Linked DNA regions of Capra hircus: region 2 is linked to region 1. Evidence: chromatin contacts called from public Hi-C data. All regions are on one chromosome and are shown on one strand. Each heading gives the region's core, a stretch centred on a gene start, on an enhancer-like site or on the middle of the called end of the contact. The rest is flanking DNA. Distances are from core to core; before and after follow the strand shown.

What was found. A called contact is a pair of places that touch in the nucleus more often than the background predicts.
Region 2: a contact with region 1 is called in a Hi-C map of blood, with 2.0 times the contacts expected there. The contact joins two enhancer-like sites. A contact is called at or near these places in 4 of 5 Hi-C or Micro-C datasets (blood and liver).

Annotation. Positions count from the first base shown.
Region 1 is chr11:66,841,562-66,846,816 of ARS1.2, forward strand. The region is part of intron 1 of ARHGAP25 (rho GTPase-activating protein 25); the gene reads left to right. Among named protein-coding and RNA genes, the nearest start is that of ARHGAP25, 19 kb to the left of the region's middle. Within about 2 kb of position 2,205, at least 1 of the 5 cell types and tissues checked has an H3K27ac peak or open chromatin away from gene starts, as enhancers often do.
Region 2 is chr11:66,985,274-66,990,737 of ARS1.2, forward strand. No RefSeq gene overlaps it. Among named protein-coding and RNA genes, the nearest start is that of BMP10, 30 kb to the left of the region's middle. Within about 2 kb of position 2,693, at least 1 of the 5 cell types and tissues checked has an H3K27ac peak or open chromatin away from gene starts, as enhancers often do.

The sequences.
Region 1 (5,255 bases), core at 955-3,454:
ATTAGCCACTCTTTCTGAGTCTTCTTTAATGGAGTCTCCTTCTCCACCAGACACTTAGCTTTGAGATGTTCAAGGCAGAACTGGCTCCATCATTTTAAGGGTCTGGTGCTGAGTGAAAATGTGGAGCCCCTCATTCCCAGTTATGAAGAATTTCAAGATGCTGTACTTGGAGAGTAGTTCAAGTAGGCGCTGATGCAGGTGCTGAGATGTGGGGCCCCGTGCGACCTCGCAGGTTGTGTGTCTGTGAGGCCAGCCCAGGCCTCAAGGACTCACTTCCCTCATCTTCTTCTGTTTATCCATCCTCACTTGTTGGGTGCTCTCATCCCTTCCCATGGCTTTAAATTCCATCTACCCTTTTCTATGTTCACCCTAGTCTTAGACTGCTCACCATCTCCACTTGGATCCCTCTCGGGCTTCGCTCTCCCAGTACGTCCAACACAGACTCCAGAATTCTCTCTCTTCCCATTCCTCCCCACCCTGTTTACCAGGTCTCAATAAAAGACCCCACTTTTCACCAGGTTGCTCAAGCTTCCACCTACAGTCATCTTCCACACATCTTTTTCTCTCCCACCCTGCATCTAACCCATCAGAAAAAATTTTTTTGATTCATTATTGATTTGGGTTCCCCATCTGATTTTTTAAAAATTATTTCTGATACTGTAAACACCATCATTTCTGGCCAAGTCTTCTGCATTTGTTTGCTAACTTCCTGTCTCCCATCCTGTCCTGTACAATTTACACTCTGCACTGTGGCCAGTCTCAATAGTTGTGTTTTTTTTTTTTCTTTTTTCCCCCTTCAATTATTTGCTTTAATATAATGAAGTTGTTATCTAGATGATTTTTTACAACATCAGTCTTGATTTCTCAGAACATTGAATAACTGCCCCCTCAATAGAATTTAAAAGCAGAAATCAACTTGTGGAATGCTTTCTCCAGTATATTTAGAATGAGATTCAAACCAATGAGACCTGCCTATGGAATCTGATCCCACCCATTTTCTCCAACCCACCTGCTGCTTCTCTGCTTCTCTCACATTGCCCTTCAGCCACACTCACTTTCTCGTTCCTTAAACACTTGGAGTTCAAGGTCACCTAGAGGTCTGTCTTGCCACCGTCTCTCTGACATGCCCTTCCCCAGCTCTTACCATGACCTTTTGTCCATTTGACTTCAGTTCAAATAGCCTCTCTCTGAAGATGTCTTTCCTGCCCACAGTATCTAGTATAATAACATCCCCCTACTCCAGTCTCTCTTTATCTCATTACTTTATTTTATTTTCTTTACAGCACTTTAGTACCAGAAATGATATTTATTTGATTTCATTTTATGATCTCCAATTCCTACTCGACTATAAGCGCCTTGAAGGAAGGGCTTTGTCTATTTCCCTCACTTTTAGGGCATTGCTGCCAACAACAGAGCCTGGAATCTAAACAGGTGACCTTGGAGATTTTTGTGGTATATCTGGGGACTGTCCTGTGGCCTGCTAACTTTTCTCCACCCCAGTGAAATTCATGAGTAAAAATAAGATCAATGCATGTTTTTTCTGCTTCCCTTACTAATGTGGAGTAATGGTTTGATTCAGAGAGACGATTCTGAATTTCTTTAAGAGAAGGAAGTAGAACTTTTGGTTTCTGAAGCTATTTTGGAAGAACATGCAGGTGACTGAGCGTCAGCTGTTCTCAAGAGAGGTCAGGACCAAGTCACAGGGTTTAAGCTGCTGAATAGGGTGACAAACTGTGTCCTGGACTGCCTTGGGTAAGTCCACAACCCTCCCAAATTTGTATGAAAAATTTTATGTGCAGATTCTCAAAGGAGTCTATACAAAGGCTAAAATCACTATTTCATGTTTCCAAGCACCAAAAAAAAAAAAAAAAAAAACCCTCAGTAAGGAACCTGGTGATAATTAAACACAATGCAGTGGGCACATGGGTCCGTCCTCTGCCTTGTCCAAGGGTGTTTTCTGGGTGTCGTGTGTAGAGAGTGAAAGGAGAGAAGACTGAGTGGTGGGAAAAGGCCACACGGTTCCCTAGTTCACAGCCTTTCCTGGCCCCACAGCGTTCCTGGCCTGGGGCAATTTGAGGGTGACGACTAACTAGGAAGTTCCTAGAACTGCTTCTTGTTGCTGACCTGCAGGTCCTGGCATCCTGGACCGCATCCCGGTCATGGATGTGTAAGCTGAAGTGGACTGTGGCCACCAGAGGGCAGCACACCCAGCTGCAGCTGGAGCGGATGTGTTGGCCCAGCCAGACCTCTGGAGCACCCTTGGGCAGCTGAGCTGGTTCAAGGCCACCCTGCCATTTCATTAGCTTCAAAATAACGTGGTCTTGTGCTGCAGATGACTGATTTTGGCCCCCACTTGCTATGTTGGGGAGGGGGCTGACTGTACTTTCTGTACACTCACTTGGTCCTTAAACCATAAAGCTCAGGTGGAAAATTACCCTTCATATCCTGATAGCTCTAAGAGAGTAAAACTTGGGACTGACATAAGCAAGCAAAACTTATAAATGTTTGTGGTCAATTATGCAAACAGGGGAACATAAGTTATGGTTCCATTTGTTGTATAGTAGCATAAAAAATGCAAACTGTTCTTCAAGGGCGAAAAAAGAAAGCTTATGAATTCCATTTCAAGGAGAAACCTATTGCTTCTACTTCCAAGGGACTTGAGAAGCACGGTCATTTATCTAATGGTAGGCTTCTAGTGGGTAGGTGTCCTTGTCATCACTTTACAGATACGATCAATAACGTCTTGGGGGATATATTCCCAGCTCCCCCTCTTGGCTTCTAGCCCATCTCCATGGGTGGCCACAGGCTCAGCCTTTGCAGGTCTGCCCTTGGACAGAGCTGACTCAAGCTGCATCTAGCTTGTTCTCTCTCAGCCTGAGGTTCACAGACAATGAGCATTTGCAATAAGACCCTGCAAACTGTAGGGCGCTGAGAGAAAGGTCCTTCAACTCTTAAGAGCTCAAAACTTGCAAAATGTATCTTAATTTCTAATCATCCTGAGCCATGGTCTTTTTCCCCAAATTGCCTTAGTTTTTTAAAATAATTTTCCATCCTAAAAAAACTTTTGCGCACATGCACAAACATACATTATGTATATACATGTGTCTATATCAGGGTTTGTCAACTTCAGCACTGGCCCATTTTGGTCTGGACATATGTTTCCTGGGAGGGCTGCCCTGAACACTGTTGGGTATTTACCAGCATCCCTGGACTTCTCCACCTCATGGCAATAGCAACCCTCCAAGTTGTGACAAACAAAATATCTCTGGACATTGCCAACTATCCCCCGGGGTAAAAACATCCCCCATTAAGAACGATTGATTGATCTAGCTATTGGTTCATGTATGTGTGTTTGTGTGTATATACGTATGTATGTACATATGTGTCTATCTATCCATCTATTATCTATCTATATTAACCAGCTTGATTCAGAGTCTGTTTTTTGCAGCCAAAAAAAAAAAAAAGTCTGGTAAGACAATGATAAAACATGAATCAATTCTGTAAACTGCTCAAATAAGAGCACAGTAAGTTAGCAGCAAAACCAGGCCTGGAAAATCAGGCCTCAGAAACATTACCCAGTGGGACTTCTGCTGCTTGCCACCAGAGAACTCCTTTTAGGGGTCTCTCACCCCCCAGCTTGCCTATCATTGTGCTCTCCCTTGTACTACAACATGGTAACACTGGAATGAAGAAATGTTGAGGTGAGGAAACAGCATGGCTGTGTTGCCTTGTTAGCCTGGGACACCAAAATTAGTCATCTGGATGAGGATCATGGTTAGACTTTCTTCCTTGGATGTAGGTTTGGTGCTGGGGATGGCGGGCCATGAGGTGGACCAGGCTTTGCAGGGCTACCGTCCACCCTTCCTGTGATCCTGCTCCCTTACTCTCTGGGGAGATTTGGCTTAATATTTTGGTCCTCCTGACATTCCCTTGTTTTTTGAGGTCACTCACCTCACCCAAGTCACTGTGGGATGGTAGGAGTCACTTTTTTTCCATTCAGAACTTATATTAGCTATGGAAACTTTTGAAGGTCAGGAGGAAGTGAGAATGTCAGGTGGTTCTGTGTAACAAAGATACAACAAATGAGAGTGGATGAAAGAATTATTTTGAAATTCACATCTAGTGAAACATATTTACTTTGGTCTGCAGTTGTATGCATTTTGAAAAGTGCCTAGAGTCATATGATAACCATCACAGTCAAGATATAGACAGGTCCAGCACCATCTCTTTTTAATCAACCCTTCGTGGCCAACCCTGGGCAGCCCCTCATCTGTCCTCTGTCCTTATAGTTTTTCTTTGTCCTAAATGCTGTATAAATGCAATTGTTTAGGATGTAGCCTGTCTGGAGTCCAATCTGTTTTGCACAGCAGAATGTATTTGAGGTCCATCCATGTTCCTACTTCTATCAAGAGTTGCGTCCTTTTCATTGCTGAGTATTATTCCATCGTATAGATGTAGCCACTTGTCAATTCAAAGACACTGGGATTGCTTCCAATTTTTGGAGGTTATGAATCACCTGCTATAAATATGGTGCTTACAGGTTTGGTGTAAATATAATGTCTCCTTTCTCTTGGGTAAATTTTGAGTAGTGGGACTGCTGGGTCATATTGTAAGTGTGTGTTTAGCTTTGTAAGAAACCACCAAATTGTTTCCCAAAGTAGCTGAACCATTGTGTACTCCCACCAGCCAGGTTTTAAAGTCCCAGTTGCTTCTCATCATTACCAGTCCATACTGTTTGTTTTGAAATTTTATTTCAGTCATTCTAATATGATTGTGAAGGTACCTCTTGTGGTTTTCCTTTGTTTTCCTAATGGTTGATGATGTTTGGCATCTTTTCATTTAGCGAATTATCTGTTCGGTGTTTTATCCATTTAAAAAAATTGGTTTGTTTGTTTACTTATAGTTGAGTTTTAAGAATTCTTTATGTATTCTGGGTACAATAGCTTTGTCAGATATATGATTAGCAAACATTCCCCCCCCCCGCCCCCAATCTGTGGCTTGCTTTTCATTCCCTTAGTGCCTTTCAAAGAGCTAAAGGTTTTAATTTTGATGAAAGTCACCATCAATTTTTTCTCTTCTAGACTGTGCTTTTGGTGGCAGGAGTAGTTTCCGCTAACTCTGACCCAGGATACTCCACGGATATCAAATATGTTTTGTAAATGTTATAGACTCTGAGTCTCTCATTCAGCTCCTGCCTGCAATGGTTTGCAAACATTTTCTTTCACGTTTCCTCTCCAGCACTGCCCACGTGAACA
Region 2 (5,464 bases), core at 1,443-3,942, 140 kb after region 1:
GCGGTTCATGGGGTCGCAAACAGTCTGACATGACTGAGCAACTGAACTGACTGATTATGTGTCAGTTACAAATCGACTGGTCATCTTCACTCTGGGACTCAGGAAGACAGAGTAGCGTCTGCTTGGAACATCGCTGTTCCTTGTGGCAGAAGGAATAGGAATACGGTGCAGCAAATGTCAGTTCCTAAAATTTCTGCCCAGAAGTAACACATCCCACCTCCGCTCACAGTCATTGACCAAAACAGTTCACACGCACAAGTCTGATGCCCATGGGACAGGGGGATAAAATGCTTTCCTCCCTTTCCAGGGAGGGGCATATTTGGAACAATAATACAATCTCCTTTATCTCTTTCCACTGAAACAGTGGGGACTGGGCTGGGCAAGCACAGCGAGACCGCACACACAATTCTGTGCTGATAAGGAGGGTGGAAACATTCTGTGTGCTGTGCTATGCACTCAGTCACTCAGCCGGGTCTGACTCTTTGCAACTCTATGGACTGTAGCCCACCAGGCTCCTCTGTCCACAGGCTTCCCCAGGCAAGAATACTGGAGGCCAACCCAATATGCCCTCCTCCAAGGGATCTTCCTGACTCAGGGATCAAACCCTAGTCTCTTATGTCTCCTGCATTGATGGGCAGATTTCTTACCTCTAGCGCCACCTAATCTGCTGTTGTTGTTTCGTCCTATTCTGTACCACAGAATAGGTAAATATTGGTGATTTACCAGGAACGTATATCTGATATTATACGAACTGCTCTACTTGGCAATTAGTCTGTAGGCCATGGGTGGAAGATAGGTTATCAGGAAGGGCCTTGAACAGCACTTTCCAAAACCAGGGTTCTAACTAGGGACCCAGGTTGAATATCAGGAAACTTGGAGATCCAGGGGTGGAAGGAAGAAGTGGAGGAATATCCTGCCAACAAGAAGGTGCTATAGCCGGGGCTTAGGCAAGGAGGTAAGACGCACCTTTTCTTTATAAGGACAGAGACTTCCCCAGTGGTCCAGTGGTTACGACTCTGCACTTCCACCGCAGGGGGCCATGGGCTTCATCCCTAGTCAGGGAATAAGAACCCACATGCTGTGAGGTGAGCTAAAAAAAAACAAAACATTAAAAAAAAGGGGGGGGGGTTATAAAGACAGGTACAGAATAGTATTGAGTATTGGATGGCCAAGTTGGAAATGAGATACGATGTGAAAAAAATCTCAGGGGATTAGAGGTGGGCAAGGCTTGTAGCTGTTGTTCAGGGGGCATGAGTTAGTTCTTGGTCCTTGAGTAGGAACATGGGTGGAAGTGGGCTGGCCGCAGCCAGCGAAAGTCTCCATAGACCACACCCAGGGGTTTGAATGGGCGGCAGTCGCTACAGAGGGAGGTGACTTGAACCAAGAGAAACACTTGGGTTTGGTCCTCTCTGACCGGCCCTAGTAGTTCAAACCTCCTTGTCCTTCCAGGGTCCAGACTACTCGTGAACTTTCTCAACAAATTATCCAGCAGCCCTTGTTGCCAGGCCACAGGGTAAACTGGAGCCCAAAAGAAGGGGGAAAAGCCTTTTTCCAATTCTCCTTATTTTATTCTACTTACATAAGGTCTTACCAGCATTCACTTGGGGGTGTAAGGTGGGATTAAGGAAGAATGGAGTGAGGATGTCTGTGCTTTATGACTCTTCAAATAAAGTGTTATTTTTTTGAAGGTTGTGACCTCACAATGCTTGTTTAAGAAATGTTTGTCGCCTGCTGAAATCTTTTTAAATCTAACACAATTTCTGATTCTGTTCATCAGATTGGCTAAGGTTTCCATCTTTTTCCTGCCCCTACCCCATGCTAAGCCCTATAAGCTGATGTTTTCCTTTTGGAGGCACAGTTCTTAGAGACCTTCTTTTAAAATATTTATTTATTTGGCTGCATGAGGTCTTAGTTACAGCACGTGGGATCTTGTTCCCTGACCAGGGTTTGAACCTGGACCCCCTACATTGGAAGCACAGAATCTTAGCCACTGAACCACCAGGGAAGTCCCCAGACCTCCTTTTTTTTAGATAGTGGGAATAAACACCCGCCATACTCCTATTTACAATAATGAATCCAGGTTCTGTGAATTTAGAGGAAAAAAATTCACTAAATACAGAGAGCATCTGTAAAGCTTGTATGTGTGTATGTAAAGGTATCCTGTAAAGGCAAAGGAATCCTGTCTTCTTTCCCAAACCAGAGCACTGCTCCTGTGTGTGTGGTATGTATGTGTGTGTGTGCATGTGTGTGTGTGTAAATATCTGAACTACACTTGCACAGAGACCTTCTCTCAGGCCCCTTGCAGGCTTCCCTGAGTCACAGACCCGCCTTCCCAGAGAAGTGCCCCAATTTGCCTTATAAGGCTAAACTGAGGTTTCTAATTTCTCCTCTGAAGATTTTGCAGGGAGTAGAAACAGCAGGTGCAGAGAGGCATGGTCCAGCGTCGCATTTCCACAGTGACTCAGCGGGTCTTCTTGGAAAACAGATCCCAGTGAGGGTGCTCTTCTTCAGCAGCCTCTGGGTGATGAGTGATGAGGGGCTGTCCGTGCTGCTGGACACTTATCCCAGCACGATCGCCTTCGCTGCCCGTTGCCTAGGGTCCACAGACTATATGCCCTTGTCCTTGGAGGCGCTTGGAGAGGTCTTTGTGGACGCCACAGTAGGAACCGAGAGAAGTCCTGTGGGCGGAGCTCCAGCAGGTGCAAGGGGACTGTGGTCAAGCAGAGCCCAGTGGATCAGGGCGGGCATGCAGGACCGGAAGTTCCGGTGAAGGAGCAAGGGGCATAGCGGGAGGAGCCCTGGCCTGTGGGCAGAGTTAGATGGCAGGGAGCTCGGGGGCAAAAAAGAGATGGCGCTCCAGGGAGGCAGATGTCCAGGGTCAGGGAGACCTGCAAGGCCAGGTTTGGACCAGACCCTCAGGACGTGAGACAGGATCCTGGAGCGGGAAGAACTGGGGAGCTGAGCTCAGAGTCCAGTCAGGTGCTTGGGTATAAGAGCATTATTGGACCTGGATGTGAAGTAAAGCCCCAATCATGAGGAAGGTGACAAGTCAACAGAAGCCTGAGTCATCAGAACCTTGAAGCCACTGGCTTGAGGCTGTCGGAATCAGCGTGGCCTAGAGCACAAGTGATTCCAAAGCCTAGGCCATTAGTGTGGCTGTGGCATGGGCTGATCTCCGGGAAAATCACAAAGTCCATGCCTGCCTTTTACTAGCCCTTCATCTGTCTCCTGCTGCGTCTTCCCTACTTGAGTCACGCCAGGTAATCAGAGAGCGATGATCACCTGAAGGATGACGTCTCAGCTTCCCATGCCCTGGGCACCTTGTGCATCGACCCACCCAAATATTCCCAGAAGGTCCCACCTGCTTCAAAAGCCCCACCAACTTCCTATTCAACCCCAGCCAGCCTGTCCTTGAAACAGTAACCTTGTTTGTCCCAGTCTTCCCATCTCTGACAGATAAAAATTTTTACCTTGATAAAGCGGAGGAGTTGGAGGGAAAACTTGAGACGCTTGCTCCTTGGAAGAAAAGTTATGACCAACCTAGATAGCATATTAAAAAGCAGAGACATTACTTTACCGATAAAGGTCCGTCTAGTCAAAGCTATGGTTTTTCCAGTAGTCACGTATGGATGTGAGAGTTGGGCTATAAAGAAAGCTGAGTGCCAAAGAATCAATGCTTTTGAACTGTGGTGTTGGAGAAGACTCTTGAGAGTCCCTTTGGACTGCAAGGAGATCAAACCAGTCCATCCTAAAGGAAATCAGTCCTGAATATTCATTGAAAGGACTGATGCTGAAGCTGAAACTCCCATCCTTTGGCCACCTGATGCGAAGAACTGACTCACTGGAAAAGACCCTGATGCTGGGAAAAATTGAAGGCAGGAGGAGAAAGGGATGACAGAGAATAAGATGTTGGATAGCATCACCGACTCAGTGGATATGAGTTTGAGTAAGCTCTGGGAGTTGGTGATGGACAGGGAAGCCTGGCGTGCTGTAGTCCATGGGGTGGCAAAGAGTCAGACACGACTGGGTGATTGAACTGAACTGAACTGAATAAGAAGTGAAATAGAGATGATTTGGGGAAGAGAGAAAAGGTAGATGTGAGATAGTCACAGAGGGAAAATGCACAGGTTTAGGGACCATCCAAATTAGTGAAAGGAGAGAGAGAAACACACATAGAAGTGATTTTGAACATAGGCAGGATGGTCCGGCATACATTCTCCTGCTGTTGCTTTGGATTTTAGTTTCCACTACTTTTATATTCAATTAGTGTGGAGAAGTCTGAAACATGCAGGGGCATGAATGGAAAGAGAACTGAACTTGACCTGGAGAGTTGCGGGCACCTCATCTCCCAGAATGGCGGCTGCATGTCCCAGAAAAGTCTTTTAACCTCTTTGGACTTCATTTTTTCCCTCTATAAAAGATAACCTTCTCCATCTGTTCCAAGGGAAATCATGTGAATGAAATACTTGTAAACGATGCAGAATAAGTGTAAGGTATCACGTGCAGATAATTGCAAGCTCACTTTGCCGCATTCAGTCTCAGCCTCTTACTGGGTTTCTCATGAGGGAACGAGGTTCACCTCCTTTGCTACTACCGCCACGTTGTGGCTACCTTGTGAACTGCATGCCACAACTGGGGACAATCAGCAAAAAAGAAGTTTTGCTGTTGTTCAGTTGCCAAGTCGTGTCCAACTCTTTGTGACCCTTTGGACTGTAGCATGCCAGGCTTCCCTGTCCCTCACCATCTCCCAGACTTTGCTCAAGATCACGTGCATTGAATTGGTGATCCCATCCAACCATCTCATCCTCTGTTGTCCTCATCATCTGCCTTCAATCTTTCACAGCATCAGGGTCTTTTCCAAGGAGTCAGCTGTTCGCGTCAGGTGGTCAGGTACTGGAGCTTTAGTTTCAGCATCAGCCCTTCCAAAGAGTATTCAGGGTTGATTTCCTTTAAGATTGACTGGTTTGATCTCCTTGGTTTCCAAGGGACTCTCAAGAGTCTTCTCCAACATCACAGTTTATTTGCATATAAAAAAGTATTTAAGTCTTTCCAAGTTAGTTAATAAATTTAAAGCATTGTCAATCAAAAGCTCTTAATAAGTTGATTCTAAATTGCAATGGAAGATTGAATGGGCAGGAATAGTCAAGACAAATTTGAAAAATAAGAATAAAGATAGGGAGAAAAATAGATTAGAAAGCTATAGTTATACAAACAGGGGTATTCTCACAGTAAGCAGATAGCTCAGTGAAGCACAATGGAAAGTTCAGAACCATCTCTAAACACACAGGAATTTAGCATACAATAAAGATATTCAAATTAAGGAGAAATTCCTCAATAAATGTGATCAAAACAATTGACTTTCATTAATATTTAAATAATATATTCATAAAATTTAATTATAAATGAACTTTAGATCCAAACTTATAAAATTCAATTATATAATGTTAAAGTAAAATATTTGTGG